Linked DNA regions of Sus scrofa: region 1 is linked to region 2. A link is a contact called in public Hi-C data. All regions are on one chromosome and are shown on one strand. The core of a region is the stretch at or near the end of the contact, and the rest is flanking DNA. Distances in the headings are between cores, read along the strand shown.

Region 1 (5,217 bases), core at 1,597-4,096, 160 kb before region 2:
ATTCATCAGAAATGGAAATAATGTCTGAAAGGAAATTCCTTGGAAAATACATTTCTTTCCTTTTTTTTTTTTTTTTTTTTTTGTCTTTTGTCTTTTTAGGGCCGCATTTGTGGCATATGGAGGTTCCCAGGCTAGGGGTCTCATGGGAGCTATAGCTGCTGGCCTACGCCAGAGCCACAGCCACACCAGATCCCAGCTGCCTTTGTGACCTACGCCACAGCTCATGGCAACACCAGATCCTTAACCCACGGAGCAAGGCCAGGGATCGTACCTGCACCCTCATGGATCCTAGTCGGGTTCGTTAACCACTGAGCCACAACGGGAACTCCAGAAAATACGTTTCAAAAGCCATCATGCTCATTTTGAACCATCCCTCATATGAAGGAAGATGAGTGTAAGGAACTGTCTTTTCATGAATATTATCCCATTGCCTATGGGGGAAATGAGTTTATAAGGATTGGCCAAATGACACAACTCTAGGAAGGAAGATCATAGGGAAGATTTTCCATTGGAAAAAGAAAACTAATGCAGAAAGCTGATGGTTACAAAGAAGCTAGGGGCAATTTTATTAACTTGCTGCACACTTGTCTGCCTGTTCATTGCTGGCTGTCCTTTGGAATATGGAAATCTGACAAATCATCACTTGGCAGGAGTGTGTCTTCAGGCCAAGTCCGGGTTTCTCTGAGGCACCAGAACTTCTCCCCTTCTCCCTGGGGAGCTGGATAGAGCAAAGAAGCCCTCCTCTTTATTCTCCACCGGCAGCCAGAGCCCCTGCCCTAACCCTCCAGGGGGTGCTGGGAGACCGAGTCCTGGTGACCTTGTGACTGGCCTTGATTTAGTTCCTTCCCCATGAAAGAAAATAGAAGGCAAATAGGAGCTCCTGAGCTAAGCAGTGGGTGACACCAATGGAACAAGGAAGCTGAAGGCACATACAGAGCATGAAATTCTTCTCATACTAAAACCCAGGAAAATCCCCCAGCGCTTGGAAACTCACATACCTTCTTTTCTTATTAATCTCCCTTTCTGGCTATTATTCAAGGACTGTGAATCCCTTCTCAGGCTTTTAGCCTCTTTTAAGCTGCAGAAAGAGAATGAAAAAATGCACCCTAAGACCTAGCGTTTCTTTTGCTTCCTTTTCTGTTGCTGGTGAGTGGGTCTGAAAAGCAAGCTGGCACGGGCTCCAGGAACTTGGGTAAATGCCCGGTGGAGACACTGCAGTGTCTGCGGGCGGCCAGGCTTTTCCAAACATGGTCCTAGCCACTGGCCTGCACTTTTAGGGCAGTGACCTGCTCATAACACATGGTGCTCTCCCACCTGCAAAGAGGGAGGCTCGAGCCATTTCAAATATGGCTTTTCTACCCCCTGGCGGGGGTGGGGGAGGGGTGTCACATACCCTGTCATCATTCTCTGAGCAAAATCACTGCATCGAAAGCAAAGTAAGGAGGGCACATGTCACCGCAGCCTCCTCCCTCTACTTTCTTCCTGGGGAATCTCTGCAAGTGGAGTGTGAGGATAGAGATGGAGCAGGATAGTTACACAGGCAGTTGTGGAAGTCCCAGGAGGGGACCAGAGATAGAGAGGGAAACCTAGGGAACTTTGGGAGACCCCTGCAAGTTTGCAATCACTCAAGAAAGCCACCAGAATGAAGCAGGCTTGCTTAACTATGAAACCCATAAACAAAAGCACAAGATATGCCTCAGCTCATTAAGTGAAAGATAAAGTCAGGCCTGAATTCAAGTTCAGCAAGACAATGACCCTCAGGACCAAGGGCAGGAGTTTAAGGACCGCCCTTCTGCTGATTCGAATAAGCACTATGACAGTCCTAGTTTGACCTCATAGGGTCAAATACTCACTTATGGATATGAAGGAGGGGCTAGGGATGTAAGCCTGGTGTCTACTCGAAGAAAGAGGAAGAGGCGGTCTTTCCCCCCTCCCCACTTCCCTTGGATGATAAAACTGTAGCCCACCGGATCCTCTGGGCAGAGCTTCTGTGCCTGCCCGCTTGCATCTCTCACAAGCGTCCTATCTTAATAAATCTATTTCTTGCCTATCACCTTGTTTCTCGCTGAATTCCTTCTGCACAGAGACATGAAGAACCTGAACCTCAGTGAGTCCAGACACCAGGTGAGTGATTCTAACTTAAAAACCATGGGTTTAAGTTCCCATCTGGGTTCCGGCTAGGTTCAAGTCATAAGTATTTTCAGTTTTATAAGTGTCGTGCCTGTAACTATAAGTATTTTTTTTCCAGAGAAAGGGCCATCATTTGCTTTTATTTAATTCCCAAAATGTCTGCTGATTTTTCTCCAGTATTGATTGAAGGCCAGCTACATACTGTGCATTGTGGTTTATCATGAGTGTACAGCTAAGGACAAGGGGGCAGGGTCCCCTCAGGAGTGGAAGTTACAAGAGAATGAGGTAAAAGGAGGTGCTGAGCAAATAAAAGGAAATAACTGTGGGTATTTTATTTTGTTCTGTAGGTGCTGGCACCAGAGGAAATAAACAGGGTGATGGAAATGTGTCTAGCTGGTTGACAGGTACAACTGGACTGGTTTTTGTGACTCTTATTCCAACCTCCATATAGGATCCCTTCCCAAACTATAGCTAAAATGCCTCTTTGAACTGTAGCAGCAGAAAAGCCAAAAAAATAAAAAATCCAAGTGACCCTCTTCAGACTCGCTTGTAGCTAGGGTCTGACTATGGCCCCACGGAGGCAATGACAGAGGCAGGCAGTGGGCACTTGTGAAAAGATGGGTCGTAGCCAATCCGGTGGCAAAAGCAGTAGACACATCCAGATTGCTCGACCAGAAGCTTATTGCCTGATCTCCACACTGTAGGTGCCCAGAGGCAGGTGGCGGCATTGAGATTAATACAAAGACATATCTGTGCTGTGTTGTTTCTCCCGGCTGTCTCTTGAGTGCAAAGCTTCTGACACCTTGGCACAAGAGACATTTCTGTCTCCTCTCCCCATGGTAACTGATCCATGGTAACTGCTCCATGGTAACCACCCCATGGCAACCGCCCCATGGTAACCACCCCATGGCAACCGCCCCATGGTAACCACCCCAAAGCAACCGCCCATGGTAACCACCCCATGGTAACCATCTCAAGATGCCTTTCTTTTTTTTTTAATTGAGTTATAATTAACACATAATATTATGTTGGTTTCAGGTCTACAACATAGCAATCACCACAATAAGTCTAGTTACCGTCTGTCACCACGCAAAGTGGTTCAATACTATTGACCATATTCCCTATGCTGTGCAGTACATCCCCATGACTTTTATAGCTGGAAGTTTGTACGTCTTAATCCCCTTAAGCTATTTCCTTCCATCCCCACCCCAACACCCTCCTGTCTGGCAACCACTTGTTTGCTCTCTGTATCTACGAATCTGTTTCAGTTTTGTTTTGTGTGTTTGTTTGTTTTGTTTTCTTGATTCCACATATAGGTGAAATCATACAATATTTCTTTTTCTCTGTCTGACTTACTTCACTTAGCATAATACCTTCCAGGTCCATTCATGTTGCCACAAATGGCAAGATTTACAGCTCAATGTCAAAAAACAAAACGACCCAACTAAAAAAAGAACAGAGGATCTGAACAGAGGTTTTTCCCAAAGAAAACACACCACTGACCAGCAAGCACATGAGAAGGGGCTCAACAACCTTAATCATCAGAGAAGCACAAATCAAAATCAGGATGAGATACCCCCTCACGCCTGTCAGAATTGCCATCATCAGAAGATGAGAAATAGCAAGTGGTGGTGAAGACATAGGGAAAAGGGAACCCTTGTACACTGTTGGTGGGAAAGTAAATTGGTGCAGCCACTATGGAAAACAGTATGGAGATTCCTCAAAATACAAAAGATAGAACTTCCATAAGATCCAGCATTTATTTATCCGAGGAGTATTTATCAGAGGAAAACAAACACTAATTTGAAAAGATATGTGCACCCCTATGTTCACTGCAGCATTATTTATGATAGGCAAGGTAGGAAGCCACCTGAGAGCGCATCAAGAGATGATAAATAAAGAAGATGTGGCGTATCACTCAGCCATCTAAAGAACATTCCTTCGTGCCCAGAGCAGCTTCCTGCACCTGATCCTTCCAGAGCTCTGGGGCAGGGGGACTGTTTCCTGCTCTGCCCCCCCACCCCCACCCCATCCTTTGACACACCCACAGTGGAGGGCGGTAGAGAGAGGAGCCTGGGCACCTGCTCCCTGTGTCTGACGCTCCCATAATTCCAAATCGTATCACTCGCCTGCCCTTGGCCTTTAAGAATCTGTGAACATTAACTGTTTTTTTCCAACCTGCTTTCATGGCAGCTCCATCCTCCTCCTGGGCTCTGCCGCAGTGAAGGGGCCTTGTCACCCATTTCCCCTCACTGGCCTTGTCCTTCTTCAGAACTGAGTTCACGTGGTTGCTTGCTTTCTTTTTTAAAAATTAAAAAAAAATTTTAATTGAAATATAGTTCATTTACAATGTTGTATTCATTTCTGGTGTACAGCAAAGTGATTTAGTTCTACACACATACATATCTATTTTTTCAGATTCTTTTCCCTTATAGGTTATACAAAATATTAAGTATTCCTAAGCTATATAGTAGATCCTTGTTGGTTATCTGGTTTTTATTTTGTTAATTTTATTTTATATTGGAGTATGGTTGATTTAAAATGTCGTGTCACTTGGCTACTTTCTGATTGCTCAAGAATGTTATTCTGTAGATTAGCTGGCCTTTTCTCATTGCTGAAGTGGGGTGACATCTTCTTGAAGCTATCCACATCCTAAGCGGAAGCAGAATTCTGATTCTGGAGTTCCCGTTGTGGCTCACTGGGTTAAGGACCTGATGAAGTAGTCTTCATGGGTATGTGGGTTCAGTCCCTGGCCTTGCTCAATGGGTTAAGGATTCAGCGTTGCTGCAAGCTGTGGTATAGGTCACAGATGCAGCTTGGACCCAGTGTTGCTGTGGTTGTGGCAGAGGCTGGCAGCTGCAGCTCCAATTCAACCCCTAGCCTGGGAATTTCCATATGCTTCGGCTTTGGCTGTGAAAAGAAAAAAAAAAAAAAAAAGAATTCTTTAATTCTGTTTAGAGACCCAGCATTGGGGGGTCTGGAGTGTGCGTTCTTCCGGGCAAGAGATCAAGGCACCTGTGCTGCTAAAAAGGTTCCAACATGAGACATCTGTTAACTCACCAGGCATTTATTAAGCGCCTACTACTT
Region 2 (4,623 bases), core at 1,236-3,735:
TAGAATAGTTGGTGGATCATGCCCTTGGTGGTTCTGAATGCAGAATGCTAGTGTGCTGTTTAATTTAGTTCGGGGTAGTTGTAAAGTGGTGTAGGTACTGGAAACAGCTCACAGGTCCTTCCAACGATCAGGCATGCCACGCTAGCCCAGAGCACAACACCCTCATTGTGCTCCCTGGCTTGGAATCCAAGGAAAGAATGGAAGTGAATGGCTGCATTGAGTTCAAGCACAGCTATAGTATGTGTCTGTAAAACTTCTTTTATTGCACAATTTTTCTCACAAGCAGATAGGTTTCAGAGATAGAGAGGGGAACCCAAAACACGACACTCCTCCTACAAATGTACTAATATTTGCAGTGGGTGTTTGCTGTCCATCACTACGTGACAGTAGCACAGACTTTGAATTGCAGTTGGAATTACCCCTTACCAAGTATTTCTTTGATTTATAGTCTCTTAGGAGCAGAGCTGTTCCTATGGATTGAAATTAGTCAGTCACATCAAAATCCCTGGTAAGAAAGTGACCAAAAAATGATTAAATTCTGTTTCAGCAACATTTCTGCTTTATGTAAATCAGTTCTATTGTTGGTCTACCAGAAACGTCACATCATTTACAATGCTCCTGAAAACATTTAAGGGAAAACATCATGTTCAAAACGTGAAAAAAAAAAATTCTCCGAGCTAAAGATGGAATCTACCATGAAACGTAAAATAAATAGTATTTGAGAGCTACTTCTAAGAAGTATACTTTTGTCATCCTTTTCCCCAAAATGTGGATGGCATAGGAGTCACCTTTTAATTTTAGGTATAATAACATAATTTTCATTGCTACAGAGCAGCACACATCACCTGTTTCACAAATACAGCAATGCCAATATGCCCTCAGGTAAGGGAGTTATAAAGCATAGGGAGAATATTTTCAAAACTTCTATTCTAAATGTCATCGATATCCAAGATAGAAAAATATTCCAAAAAACTCAAGATATAAGCAATCTCAGTCCAGAAAGTTACCTCCAAACATTTGATAATCAGAACTCTAAATAGGAATATGTCTATTTGTGCATGTGAGACATCGTACAGGGTAAAATAGTAAAGTGACAGAACTGCACTTCACTTACATCTACCTTTCAAAGGAAAGGTGGAGAAACAGACTTAGTTTTGAGTCAGATTTTGTAAATAAAAATATCAGCCAAGAAAGTGATTCTGCTATAGCAGAATGAAAGGTGAAGAGAAGTCTCTCTTTGATTTAATTCCTTTCAGAGCTTTGCATGGCAAAAGGAATTTTTAGAATTAATACAGTGAAAAGTTCTGCAGCAAGAAAATGATTTCATGTTAGTTTTTCTTGGGGGAGCTTTTAGAAGATCCAGGTATGGAAATACCTAAGGCTGTGTGCCCTGCTGCCTTTGTGGTGCACTGTGTGTGACGGGAAGAGTGACACACAAACTTTACACCTGTGCTTCCCCCCCGCCCCACATTAATAACCTCTTAAGGTGACATGCTATGATAGATTAGCACTGTAAATCCACTTCTGCATGGCACATCTACTTCGTTTTTAATGCAACAGTTTTGAGCACCAGTCACAGAGATACAGTCTCTATCCTTCAAGACATTTTTCCTTGGTTTTTATCTATTTAGGTACTCTTGTTTTCTGCCGCTTCCCAACTCACCTGCTACCAATAGCAAATACTTTGTAGTTTCTCAAACTCACTACAGCAAACTTGCAAAGCCACCCCCCTCTGTGTTTCTTCAGATCCCCCACAGTGGCAGCTACCTGCCATCAAAATCAGCTACAATGTCTCCCCAGACACTTCCCACCTACTTACACTACCTGCTTCGGCTACATCTGAATCTGTCTGTAGATCTGGCTACTGCACTGTAGCACATTTGTCTCTGCTCATGGGCTCCCAAGGTCTGACTGACTTCTGAACGTCGTGCTTTGTCCAGTGTCTAGCACTTGGCATTCAGACATTCACTGTTTTCCTCGGATTTCACTGTTTTCCTATTAGTTACCATAAATATATATAGGCTTGATCTTGAAATAGAGGTCCTATTATCTGTTATACTGCATTTGATCATAGAAATTCAAAACATTTAAAACCAGCAGTGAGGCTTTAACTTCCCTGGTATGAAAGTATAGCTTCAAGATCATGGTTTGATGAAAGCTATAAATGTCCTATAATATATCAGAATTTTCTGAAAGGAAACTTTACAGCATATAAGTTTTAAACAAAAACAGCTTGAAAGCTTTAGTATCTAGAGGATATTGTTTTTCTGTTTATAGCTATTATAGAATTTTCAGGGGAAAATACATACAGTAAATATCCCTGTTAGAAATGTAGTCTCAAATCAGGTCATTTAAAATTAATGTTGAATTGATGATGATTAGTAGTTGATTATAAAAAAGTTACTTATGGAATTGTTTTTCATACTAAAACCAGAGGAAAGCAGAGGTCATGAATTTGGAAGAGACCAAAAGATTTAAATAAAGCCTACAATGGCAGAATTTCTTTTGATTTTCTTAAATAAACCTGAAAGATTACTGGTAATAACTGGTTACACTATATTTCCCTATAATTTGAGCTCTTGGGAGACAGAGAGAACAGTATGTTAGTATCAGTCTTGATACAGATAGGCTTTCGGTTATTGATACTTCCAACATTTTTCCTCTACTAGATGGAATGATTATTATTTACTAAAGCCTAAATTTTTATGGCCTTTTCATGGAAAAATTATCACAATGTTGTAATAAAAAATAAGAATGTATGATTTAAGGATTAATAAATATATAATCCCTCATCTCTAATATATACATCTAAAAAAGCAAACGTTGGAATTAATTTGGTATGAACGTTGGTATGAATTTTTGTATGTAAGATAGTAAAGATTAGGAAATTTTAAAAATCCAAATGTTTGGAAATAGAGAGCAAAATATTGAGGAAACTACTTAAATTCCTATTTCTAGACATTTTTACACTATTTTCTAGCACTGAAGTTTATCATCAAAATAAGATGTGTAGCAACTCTTAAGTATTATCCTGTCCTTTAAAGGTTTATTTTGCTATCTTCCAGCTTATTTTAATGTATAGCATGCTAATTAAATAATAGCTAAAGTTGAAATTGGGTCTGTTCATCTTTAAGGCTAATCGTGTTTAATCAATTTTTTAATATTGCATATAGTAATTAGATTTCAGAAAAAACAAGATTCCATAGTATTTCTCCAACATTTTTAAGATTTTCTATTTCAAGTAAATTATAATAGTTTGAAGGCCTAAATTATATATACCTCTGCTGCCATTCAAATGAAATGAGTGTGTGCTTGTTGCATTTTATAATGGAGTAATTGTGCTATATAATTATATTAGATAATTTTTCTAAAGTTCCTCAAACTAATAATGTAATTATGGATGCCTATTAATTTCTAAATTATCTCTGCAAAGAATTATATGGAGATTTTAAAAATCTTTTATTTACATCGTTTCTGAAAAAGTTAGGTCGTTCATGTTTATCTACAAGGATACACTTCTCTAACTTTCTAGTTCTAAATACTGACAAATAAGAACCTCATTCCAGCTTAGGCTCAGCTAGGATCATCTTATTTGAATAAATGACAGAGAACCAAGAGAGAGTTATGGGTTTTGGCAACATGATATGTCCTTGTGGAAGGACACTTCACCCTAATCCTGAACAGAATTTTGCTGACTCGGAATTTTGGCCAAAAAGACAATGATTTACTCTTCCCCATCTGGTATATGCAGATCCAGTATTAATTCTGCACCTTTGAAAAGCATTATTTGAACAAAAGTCCAGAAAACTTTTACTTTTCCTAACTCTAATCAAAGGTCTCACTTTCAAAGAAAATTTTCCTACTGCAAAAACAAAACAAACAAACAAAAACCCTACAGTATTCTCACTGTATTTCCTAGTTTCTTTTTCTATCCATGTTTGAATTTAAGGAAATTTCATTTTTAATAACATTCTTTGAAAATTTTAGTGGTTTTGGTTTTTGAATGTGCACTGTTGCCTATGTTTTATTTTATTTTTATGTATAACCTAGACACTCTTCTAACTTTCCTTTGAGATATTTTCTCAATAGTTGGTATAAACTGCATATCAAAAATACCTTCTTATAATCAATCGTATTCTCTGCTTTAAGTAGGAGAGTTAGTCCCAATCAACGTAGATATAATCCTCCTTTTTAGATTCCTTTTCCTGATAGTTTTTTTTTTCAGGAATGGTTGAATGTGAGGGACGTCATAAACAAACCTCCCACGTTCCAAACAATTTAGTATCCTTTAGAGATAAATGTGGTTTTAACGATCAGCCATAAGGGAATCCAAAGGAAAAAAAAAAAACTTGTTGCAAAAATAGGCACCTAAACCAAGAGCTGCAACACTTATTATAAAAATCCTTAAGAGTCCAAGCAAGGAATGGTGTGAAAGATGGAAAAATTTTTAAATGCATATGTAAAAATGTATGAGACTTTCTGAGTAATTGGCCATGTTGGGGAAAATGTGCTAGTATAAATGTTCATTCTGTCCTCCTCTAAAAGGTTGAAGTCCCTGTTCCTATGTCTAGTCAGCTTCTTTGGAGACATCTGGTCACTAAGGTGACTGTTTGTAGAGACAGC

What was found. Hi-C and Micro-C count contacts between places; a contact is called where the count stands out from the background.
Region 1: a contact with region 2 is called in a Hi-C map of fetal heart ventricle, with 4 times the contacts expected there. The contact joins two enhancer-like sites. A contact is called at or near these places in 1 of 5 promoter capture datasets (liver), 9 of 47 Hi-C or Micro-C datasets (alveolar macrophages, embryonic fibroblasts, epiblast stem cells and 5 more) and 1 of 2 datasets of contacts at active chromatin or transcription factors (skeletal muscle).

What each region holds. Positions count from the first base shown.
Region 1 is chr15:46,947,825-46,953,041 of Sscrofa11.1, reverse strand. No RefSeq gene overlaps it. Among named protein-coding and RNA genes, the nearest start is that of TLR3, 16 kb to the left of the region's middle. Within about 2 kb of position 2,846, at least 24 of the 83 cell types and tissues checked have an H3K27ac peak or open chromatin away from gene starts, as enhancers often do.
Region 2 is chr15:46,789,388-46,794,010 of Sscrofa11.1, reverse strand. All of the region lies in intron 1 of SORBS2 (sorbin and SH3 domain-containing protein 2), which reads left to right. Among named protein-coding and RNA genes, the nearest start is that of SORBS2, 120 kb to the left of the region's middle. Within about 2 kb of position 2,485, at least 3 of the 83 cell types and tissues checked have an H3K27ac peak or open chromatin away from gene starts, as enhancers often do.